Linked DNA regions of Mus musculus: regions 1 and 3 are each linked to region 2. A link is a contact called in public promoter capture Hi-C data. All regions are on one chromosome and are shown on one strand. Each heading gives the region's core, a stretch centred on a gene start, on an enhancer-like site or on the middle of the called end of the contact. The rest is flanking DNA. Distances are from core to core; before and after follow the strand shown.

The links. Promoter capture Hi-C pulls out the DNA fragments that hold promoters and counts their contacts. Capture Hi-C pulls out chosen DNA fragments and counts their contacts.
Region 1: a contact with region 2 is called in a promoter capture Hi-C map of adipose tissue, with 5 times the contacts expected there. The contact joins the promoter of Acp6 here to the promoter of Mrpl9 in region 2. A contact is called at or near these places in 1 of 484 Hi-C or Micro-C datasets (B cells) and 2 of 9 other capture datasets (adipose tissue and pancreatic islet).
Region 3: a contact with region 2 is called in a promoter capture Hi-C map of hippocampal neurons, with 2.8 times the contacts expected there. The contact joins the promoter of Polr3c here to the promoter of Mrpl9 in region 2. A contact is called at or near these places in 2 of 39 promoter capture datasets (erythroid cells and hippocampal neurons) and 1 of 9 other capture datasets (liver).

Annotation. Positions count from the first base shown.
Region 1 is chr3:97,157,013-97,160,368 of GRCm38.p6, forward strand. It overlaps Acp6 (acid phosphatase 6, lysophosphatidic), which reads left to right and starts at 1,765. Exons shown (of 10, transcript NM_019800.4): 1 at 1,765-2,353. The coding sequence starts at 2,156. It overlaps n-TEctc12 (a tRNA gene), which reads left to right and starts at 1,073; the gene lies at 1,073-1,144.
Region 2 is chr3:94,441,616-94,444,987 of GRCm38.p6, forward strand. It overlaps Mrpl9 (mitochondrial ribosomal protein L9), which reads left to right and starts at 1,721. Exons shown (of 7, transcript NM_030116.2): 1 at 1,721-1,879; 2 at 2,044-2,200; 3 at 2,972-3,096; 4 at 3,286-3,336. The coding sequence starts at 1,736.
Region 3 is chr3:96,725,663-96,729,311 of GRCm38.p6, forward strand. Polr3c (polymerase (RNA) III (DNA directed) polypeptide C) reads right to left here and starts at 1,777. Exons shown (of 15, transcript NM_028925.1): 1 at 1,687-1,777; 2 at 172-337. The coding sequence starts at 318. Rnf115 (ring finger protein 115) reads left to right here and starts at 1,949. Exons shown (of 9, transcript NM_026406.3): 1 at 1,949-2,248. The coding sequence starts at 2,147.

The DNA.
Region 1 (3,356 bases), core at 515-3,014, 2.7 Mb after region 2:
CTCAAATGCAGCAGTGTCCACAGTGGGTCTCTTGTGGGGAGGCAGTGACTCTATCACAAAGTTTCTCTCTCACCTACGACCTTGACTGGCTCTTAAAGAGGTAAGACCTAGTTGAAGGAGTGGGTCTGAGCTAGGATAGGGCAAGGAAAACTATTGGGACACAAGAAGACAAGGGGGTCCCCACTCTCACTAGTCATCAAGCAAGGATTCCTTTACTGAAGGCCATTCTCCCCTTGTGGCTGTAAATCCACAATCTGAGACTCTCACTAGAAACCGCAGGGGCTCCTGGTTTTACCTTAGCAGACTCTAATCTAGATGAGGTTCCCTGAAGTTGTCCTCTAGTTGCACCAGAAACCAGAAGGGGTCAGGGTGAAGTGTAGCAACCCTTCCAGATGTGAAGGAGGTGGGGTGGGGTGTGCTTCTCTCTCTCTCTCTCTCTCTCTCTCTTTTTCCCCAGACATGGCTTCTCTGTGTAGCCTTGGATATCCTGGAACTCAACTGTAGAGCAGGTTAGCCTTGAACTCACAAAGATATGCCTGCCTCTGCTTCCTGAATGCTGAAATTAAAGGCCTGCACCACCACGCAGGGCCAAGATGTATCTTGAGAGTCACTAAAAGAATGTATCTGGTAACTGCTAAGACATTTTGCTGTGAATCTCTTATGGGAAGCCCAGACCCATCCACAGGTGTCTTGTTCTCTCACTAAGCATCTCTCTGTCATAGCTCTTTTGCCTAAAATCGGTTACAAATGGCTTCTAATAAACTGAGACTATTCTGTGAGAAGCCCATAGCCATGTAAGGTGTGTTATGTTCTTTTTTTTTTTTCTTTTTTTTTTTTTTTTCCTGTTGCTTTTCTTTCCATTCCAAACAGACTTCAAGTCTATTTTTTACTGGTTTGCTTTGAAATTCATTTCGAAGTTGAAGCCCACGATACTGTTCCGCAGTTAAAAGATTAGGAGAATGCCTTCAGATGTTGACAACACTACCGCCATTCCTCCAGGCCTCTCCTGACACTCTTTGGTGGCTCCAATCCAGGTCTACTATCTTCCCTCTCAAGCCTCTGTCTCCTAACTTCCCTGGTGGTCTAGTGGTTAGGATTCGGCGCTCTCACCGCCGCGGCCCGGGTTCGATTCCCGGTCAGGGAAATACTGTTTTTTCTCTCACAATTTTCTAAAAAAAGTACTTAATAATCACTCGAGAAAAAACAAAAAACAAAAACAAAACAAAAAAACCGCTGGCTCTAATGCTTTGCGCATGCCCCGAGAGTGCTCTACCGCTGAACTACATCCCTAGCTCAATTTTCTTAAACAAAATGGGGAAAGGGAATTTCACAAATAGGAAGCACTCAGCTGATAGATGTTTCAGGTCTTGACTTTAGTAATCTTGCTTTGGGGACTTCAGGGAATTCTTCCACATTCAAACTACTCCCCTTGCCCACCAATCCTAACACTGCCTCCCCTTACCCTCATTTCCTCCCTACTCACCCCAGGCAAAGCCTCAAGGGAAAAAAAAAAAAAAACAGACGAAATCCCTTAATTACCCGGGGCTTCTTGGCAGCCTTAAATTGAAGACTGGCGGGACTGGGAGTGGAACGTGGGAGGCGTGGGGGGGGGGGGCGGGACCTTAAGCATGGCGGGGGGCCGACGGAACTGCCCTCCCTGGGGACCTCGGCCGCGCATAGCATTGTGGAAGTTGTAGTTTTTACGGGTCTGAGTTTCCAGATCGGACGAAGTCTCAGGACTCACTTTCCCGTGCTCCTGTGCGCAGACTTAATTGGAGCAGGTCCGTGGGAGGTCAGGAGATTGCGTGGGGAGCTTGGTTATAAAATGTGGACCCGAATCCCGGGTGTCCGAGGAACTTCTGCTTTTGCGGCCTCCCCTTCACACGGTTTGAAGTGCAAGTTTCAGGTCCAAGTAACTGCCCTGACTGAGCCTGCATGCAGTAGGGGCGGCCGGCAGACGCTAGGCTTAAACTACTAGACAATCTTTCTGCTCCCACCCCTTTCTCTCCACCTCCGGCCTGACTGTCGCTGGGTCGCCCCGCTAGAGTCGCTTGTTCTGAGAGCTTGGATGCACTTGCCCTCCAGTTCCCGCGAACTTCTGAGTAGCTGCTGAGCCGCGTTGCCTGCGGAGCCCTCAGCTTCCACAGCCTCCATCATGCGCGTGTGGGTCCCCGTGGGTGTCCTGACCTCGCTGGCTTACTGCTTCCACCAGCGGCGGGTGGCCCTGGCCGAGCAGCGGGCTCCTAATGGCCAGCGTCCGGTGGACCGCAACCTACTGGAGCTGAAAATGGTGCAGGTGGTGTTTCGACACGGGGCACGGAGTCCGCTCAAGCCTCTCCCGCTGGAGGAGCAGGTGAGAGGCGGCCCACAGAGGGGTTCTTGGGGACACACTTTAGCGTCCCCCGTCGGGGCTCGGGCTGGGTCCAGACCAGAGGGAAACAACAGTAGACTGGCCCTCAGGCTGTGGCCTGGAGTCATCATCCCATGCTCATCCCAAACCACCGGTGTGGTGTGTAAGCCTTCCTGGCTAGGGCAGCCCCTGCCCCCCAAACTTTCAGTTGCTTGGTGTAGTGAAACTTTTCAAAGATGCATAAGAATGTCCCAGGCGGGGGTTCTTATTTAAATGCAGATTCTGATTCTGCGGATGTGGAGTTGGGTCACGTTTCGTAGTTCTGTGGTTGAACTTGAGTTCAAGGACCTTGTAAGTGCCTGGTTGTTAATAACAGAGATCATTGTACCAGGAGATACCTTTAGTGCTTCCGCAGTACAGAGCAAGCTGGCACCTTTGGAACCAGATCTTAATACAGATTTTTCTTGTGGGCTTGCCAGAGACCATTTGAGATCTTGTGAAGTCTTATTGCGGACAAGGACTGTATCTTGGGGTTCTTTAAGGTCAGGTTTAGAAATCTGGAAAGGATTTGTGGTAAGAAGGAGGGAAAGTTAATTAACTAATTTTGTGGCTATAAGTCAGGATAATTATGATTAAAGCACAAATAATTAGCTTTTTGTTTAAAAAATAACCCCTAACAGTATACAAGAAAAGGGCACCAGAAGTCCCTAACACCCCGGGTTGAATTTACCCATGGAGTCTGTATTTGTTCAGTTGCAAATACTCTTAATGGTCATTTCTGTTTTCCTGAAGGGCTGTGAGTTATAGTTTCAACCCAAGATCTGGTCTTTAAAGAGGGTTACACATGAAAAAGCCAAGCAACCAGGGCAGCTCTCACATAAATAAATATCTTTTAGCAGGTGTTTGTTTACCAGGTCTCCAGTTAGCCTGTTCCTATGGCTGTACTACTTTCTGTCTGGCACTGCAACCCACTCTACGCCTTTAACATTAGATCTCTCAGGTTGTC
Region 2 (3,372 bases), core at 471-2,970:
GAAACGCACTCCCAACTGATACATCTATAATATACCTGCATCTCAAGTTTAGGGATTGTTGTAGAAGAGGAGGCAGAACAATTCTATGAAGTAGAGGAACAGGAAGTTTGCTATGAGATTGTGTCTCCTAAAAATGTCAGGGGCGCTACATCTGTGAATTCTTACCAACATTGCTACCTAAACAAGACCTGAACAAGGAGGACACTAATATACTAATATACTAATGAGAAAGGAAAAAGCTCACAAGGCCTCAACCCTAGACAAAGAGCTACAGGCAAGAAAAGAATGCTGAGAACAGGAGAAATAATCTTCCCCAGGGAAGAGCACACCAGTTGGTTACCCAATACGAAATGATCAGCCCTGAAAACATACATACGTACAAGTAAGAATGTACAGACTGAGCAGATTATATTTATATATTTAAGAATGTATAAACACAAATATAAATAACAAGGGGAAAGAGTCCATGAATCTGAGAGAGGAGGAGAGGGGTTAGAAGGAGAAAAAGGGTAAAATTATATAATCTCAAATATACAAACGTGTAAAAATTTTAAAATAATAAGATGTTTCAAAGAATGGAGGAAAACAAAACAACAAAATGGAATTCTCATCAGCTGTAACAGGAACACCTGCAGGTAGGGCAGTTTATAAAGAATGGGGCATACATTACGTTTTAAATGTCTGTTAGACATATAAGATGATGATGAATAAGAAGTTGGGTATTCCAATGTGAAGTTTGTGGGAGCCTAGGATAAGAATTTGGACATCACTGGCATATAAATAGCGGTTAGCCATAAGGTGAACTGAGAGCATCAAGACACTGGATACTAAAAAGAATGAAATTCCACATACTGAGTGCTGGGTGCAAACAATTAAAAGACTGTTGAAGACTTGTCCTGAATACCAAGGAAATGCGTGTAGGTCAGTCTATGTAAGTGCACATAAAATGGAGTGTAGCACATCTTTCCACACTCCTTTATAGACCCTCATTTTATAACCATCTATTAAGCACAAAGACTCCACAGAAGGACCTGCTTGTGCCTAACAGTAGTTTCTTTTTCTCTACAGTTTGTCTCCTGCAACTCTTTAAATATTAGCTTAAATACAATAGTAACAATATCATGGAAAGTTGCAGAGTTTTTAGAGGATCCCATCCTTCGACTACTTTTAGAAAGATTCAAGGGAAAATTGAGAGTGACATCCATATTTTAGTGTTCAGAAATTATAGCATGTCAAAATTAGAAGTGATCCCAGTACCTAGAACTAAACCAAACCACTTATATTGTTATCATTGGTTTTTATGGATAAAAATCCTCCTCCTCACCAGTTAATTATTATTATTGGTCTCGCTATGTAGCCCTGGCTGGCCTAGAGCTTGAGATGTAAACCAGATTAGCTTGAACTTGTCCTGCAGGAAGATTACAGGGTGCGCCAAGCCCCCTCCGCCTCTTTTTTTAAAAGTGAAGCCAAAAAAAAAAAAAAAAAAAAAAAAAAGTACGTTTTCCACTGTCGGTCCACGCAAAGCTCTGTGGAAAGTGGTGACAAAAAAAAAAAAAAGCAGTTCTCTCCGCTGTCCTATCGTCGGCGTGCAAGGCGGGGTTGCGGCAACTCTCCCACTCCCCATGCCCAGGTCTCAGCGCAGCCTATATCTATACCACTCAGGCGCGCCGCGGGCAGCCCAGAGGCGCAGCTGCGCATGCGCGGGGTCCTTCTTCCGCCTGTCCGCTCCGCTGTCATGGCGGCCTCTGTGGCTCCCGGGGTTAGGACTCTGTGGTGGGCAGGTGCTGCTTGGCTGCGTCAAGGAGGCATCCGGGAGCTATTCCGGCCGCGAATTGAAGGGAGTACCCCGGGGCGTGACTTCAGTCTCTCTCATTATCAGGTGAGGGCCGGCTGGGGCTTGGGTCCTACACGGTGGGGGACAGGAGTGTCGTTCGTGCCAGACTCAGACTGCGGGGCTGGGGGGCAGACTTTCCTGGGGACGCCGGCGGGGTGGCGGGTTGTTCTCTGCGGACACTCGCTCACCCCAGCCTCCCTGACCACCAGAGCACGGTCATCGTGGAGCGCTGGTGGAAGGTGCCGCTCGCCGGGGAGGGCCGAAAGCCGCACCTGCACCGGCGTCACCGCGTGTATAAGTTGGTGGAGGACACGAAACACCGGCCCAAAGACAACTTGGAGCTCATCCTCACGCAGTCTGTGGACGGTAAGGCTTGGGCCCAGGTACTGACCCCTTCCCCTGTCCCTGTCCTCTGTCCCCTGCTCTTGTTTGACGTTAACCGCTTCCTGCCTCTCTTTTGTTGCTTTGTTTTTACTACTTTGTGGTTCTGGTGAGAAAAAAAAAGTCACGGAAAATTAAAACGTGTGTGCAATATTGTTAACTGTGTAAAGAGAAGCCTAACAGTTCGCAGCACAAACAGTGACATTCTTTGATTGAACAGCTCAGTCTGCACCAGTTTTTAAGCTAGACGTGTGACAAGTGTAGTTCCTAATAAATGCATGGTGTGTGTGTGTGTGTGTGTGTGTGTGTGTGTGTGTGTGTGTGAGAGAGAGAGAGAGAGAGAGAGAGAGAGAGAGAGAGAGAAAGAGAAAGAAGGGGGGCGCCAAAGGTCCACCTTATTTGATACAGGGCATGAGTTGAGCCCCCAGGGATGTAGGTATTACCTCCCCTCAGTGCTAAGGTTATGGACAATATCCAAACTCAGATCCTCTATGCAGCTGGCACTTTAACGACTGGACCTTATAACCTGCCCTAGTAAATTGACGGTGGTGGTGGTGGTGGTGTTTGTAAGGAAGAATAAAAACTGTGAGAAAGTAAGGGCTGTCTCTTTTCTATGCCCCTCCCTTTTGGTGATGCTGGAGATGTACCCCAAGGCCTGAGTACACTAAGGCACAGCCTTTACCTGTGGCTGATCCCATGATCATCTTTTCCATAGCCTGCAGAGATTTCATCTGCCATTCCCGTTCTCATTGACAGAAATTGGAGTCCGGGGTGATCTGGTCTCAGTGAAGAAATCTGTGGGTCGTAACAAGCTCCTTTCTCAGGGACTGGCAGTGTATGCTTCTCCTGAAAATAGGAAGCTGTTTGAAGAGGAGAAATCGGTGAGCTCAAAGGACCAAGGGGTTTGGAAAAATAAAACTTTAAGGTACCTGCTAGGAAGTCCTTCCTTTTGTTGTTTAATTCAAAGATGAAGTAACAGCTAGAACCCAGAAGCCCACCAGTTCCCAGCACAGCTGGGCTGTAATTACTCAGTGTGGCGCATTGCTTCTACTCAGTTTCATCTCTTTCAGCTGAGACGCGAAGGAAAACTGGAGAAGATCCAGACAAAGGCAGGAGAGGCGGTGAGTAGGAAGTTTTTATTGATTCCTCATGGAGGT
Region 3 (3,649 bases), core at 527-3,026, 2.3 Mb after region 2:
ACACGGGGCCTAAGTACAATACCACACCCCACCCCACCCACTGTGGTACTGACCACAGGGCAGACGGTCTCTGTTCATACTTTCTAGGGGAAGGAGTTCTCCTGTCCAAAGGTACTTGAAGGAAATGATTGAAGAAGTTGAAGAGGAACAGACTCTCTTATCTAAACATACCTGGTCCAGGGATGCTTTTGTGTCGTGGGCAATTACTCTAAGTGGCTGGCTTCCAGTTCTGACTAGGTGGACTCCAATTTTTTCTACAATCTCACCAAAATGCTCTTGCAGCAACAAAGAACACAGTTTAATCTCTGCTTGAGTCATCGTTCTTAGAGCCTCAGAACTAGGAAAGAACAACAATATAAATTCACATATTTTTTTTCTAGAGGGCAACTTGACAATATAAATCAAACCCTCTATATATTAAGGCATATATTTGCCTTAATATTTATAAGTTGAGATCCTTTGTTCCAAGGATGTAGTAAAAACCATGCCATGAGTTCTCTTCACAATACTGGCATTGACATAAATAATCTAGCATCTATCAATAAATTATAGTATAACCTTAAGAGAGTATACTATGCCAACATTTAAAATGACTTCATACAATATAACTACCATAAAATATTCCTAATGTGTTGTCATTTAGTAATTGCAATGGTCAGATATGATGGTGTACACTGCCTGTAATTCTTGCACACAGGAGACCAAAGTCAAAGAATCAATAGTTCCAGGTCAACCTGGGCACAAAGTGAGTTCAAAGCCAGCCTGTGTTATACAGCAAGACTCTGGTGGGTAATACACCCACCACCCACCAAAACAAAGAACTAGAAAACTAGACATCAAATTTGTTTTCTAAAGCCAGGTATGGTGGTGCAAGCCTACAATTTCAGCACTTAGGAGGTGGAAGTATGAGGGTCAGGAGCTCATGGTTACATATTGAGTTCAAAACCAGGTTGGCTACATGAGATCCTATTAAAATTAAAAAAAAAAAAAAAAAAAAGGCAAGCCATCCTCCCCTATATATGCCATTTATTTTAATGGGAATATATGTGGTTTGTGGTTCCAATAATCTTTAAAGACTGGATTCATCTCGGTATGGTGGCTAACATCTGTATTTCCAGCACTAAAGCTAGAAGACTGTCATAAACTGAAGGCCAGCCTGGGCTACATAATAAATACCAAGCAAATCTGGTCCAGAGTGAGACCTTTAAAAGCAAAGGGGGAGGGAAAGTGCGAATAACTTTCTGTCACAGATACAAAGACCTAAGGCTCATGACCCAGTGGGGTACAACTTATTCCCAAGCCATAAACCACGACTTAGATAGATAAAGTAAAAAAAGAGCTTCTTAGGGTATTTCAATTAGGAGATGAAGTTATGTTCCATTGAGAACCATATTAAATTTTTACATCATGAGACACAAGCAGGAATGGGTGTAGTTGATTTTGAAATTACCTCCCTATCACAAGCTCCAACTCTCTCGAACCTAAATTTTTGTCCCTCTTGCCACAGTGTCGCAGAGAAGACTATTTCACTTAGCCACACACACGTCTTTGGAGAAACATCCTTAGACCAGTTGCCATCCTTGAATGCATTTCCTGGCTCCTCTCCCTTCATGCAAGTTTCTGTTCCGGACTTTGTTTCTTGGCCCTGAGTCAGGGCCTCCTCATTCCGGCAGCGTTTTCACTAACCTCAGGGTCGGGGCTAATTTAGAAGCTCCAAATGTTGTCCTCCCGAGGCCAGCAGCCTCAGCTCATGAGCTTCCCATCGCCCCTTCTTAGAAGTAGAGCACCATCCAGGCGGACGCGGAAGGGTCAGAGCACGGGCCGCTCTAGCCGACAGTGTCGGTGGTTTCCGGGGACGCTCTTTCTCTCCTCTCGTTGGGAGGCTGGAGGACCGGCCAGGGGCTGTCTGAGGTGCCGGCGGGCGGGCTCTCCTCTGCCTTTGGTGCCGGGAGGCGGGCCTCGGGTCGCGTGGCCGCTGGCGGGCGGGCCTCTCGGGGCCGGGCGGACTCACGTGACCCTTGCGGGCCTCGGAGCGGCGGGCCGCCCAGAGGAGGCGGCGACGGCGGTGGCGACCGCAGCACGGGAGGTAGCGGCCTGGGGAGGGACCGCCGGCCGCCCTTTCGGACATCCTCGGCGGAGGCGAAACATGGCGGAGGCCTCGGCGGCGGGGGCGGACGCGGGCTCCGCTGTCGCCGCACACCGTTTCTTCTGCCACTTTTGTAAGGGCGAGGTCAATCCCAAACTACCGGTAAGAGCCCCGTGTGTCCCGCGCTCCGGCGCCGCGTAGGTCCTTGGCTCCTAGGGCTGGAAACCGGGTCTTAGGCTGCCCGCACACCCGTGATTCCCTTGACACCGGTGTTCTCGGTACCTGCTGCCCGCTGTCTCCGGGCACTGGTCGCAAACCCTGGGCATCAGGGCCAGGGTCCTGCCTATCCCTCATTTCCGCGGCGTCTCCAATCAGCCCCTCATTTCGCTTCCGCTCTTTAATACCACCCCCATCTTTTTTTGTCTCCTCGGTGAATTCTCGGGCAAATCTGCGTCCAATTTGCTCTCAGTCCCCTTCCTTGTCTTTTCGCGATGACCTATCCCCTGTACTCTTTCCGTTTTTGCGGCTCACCTACTCTTTATTTTTCTTCCCACTTCTCAACCAGATCCTCCCCCCTTCTGCATCCTCAGTGAGCCGAAATAGCATATTGCTGAGGACTTCTTAGTAGGTTTTGTTGAAGTACAGAAAGAGGAGGTTTGGAAGGTAACAGGGAAGAGGGAGATTTTGTTCTTCAGTGGTTTTTGGGTTCTTGTGAAAGTGAAAATAGCAGTGTACCAATGACTTGCAGACTGCGCTCCCTGTTGCTATCGAAGGAAATGGCTTTGGGAAGAAGGTAGGACGTACTGTCTCAACTTATTTTGGATATCACGTTGCCAGTGTCTTTAGCTCCACTTTCCTAGCCCACCCCCTCCATTTTTTTTTTTTTTCTGCCCAGGAAAACAAAAAAAGAACAGAATGTTGGGACTGCTTTCTCTGATATAAAATTGGCTCTGCCAGGCTGTCAGCCAATAGAGAGGTAGGGCTATGCTTTAAGAAAAGGTTTCTGCAGCATGCTAGCCAGTGCCAGCGCCCCCAATTATAATAAGCCTTTTTCTTGTTCGGTGGCGACATTTCTTAAAACGAGTGGCTATGTCATAATTTATTTTATAATCACAGTATCTTGAATACATGGTGTCTTTCTGTTTTTTGTTTGCTTTTTGCACCAAAGTCTCACCATGTTGTCCTGGCTGTCCTGGAACTTGCTTATTCGGATCAGGCTGGCCTAGAGCTCACAGAGGTCTGTCTGCTTCTGCCTTCCTAGGGTTGGGATTAAAAGTGTGCACCGCCATTCCTGGCTTTGAATACACTCTTAAGAGAAGGCCGACTAAGTTTCTGTGTCATAATTAGCTATATCTACTGTGGGTTGGTTTCATTTGCTGCCTTTGCTTTATGCTGATGTGCTGTCTGCCATATTTCAACTTGGGAAAGTTTTTTCCCCCAGCATATATTAGAACTCACACTCTAGAGAGGGAGTCTGGAATTGAGCCACTGTGTGTGTAAGATCAGTGACATGTTATTGAATGTGATGGATGCCCTGTTTAAAACATTAGCCCTTGGATCTGT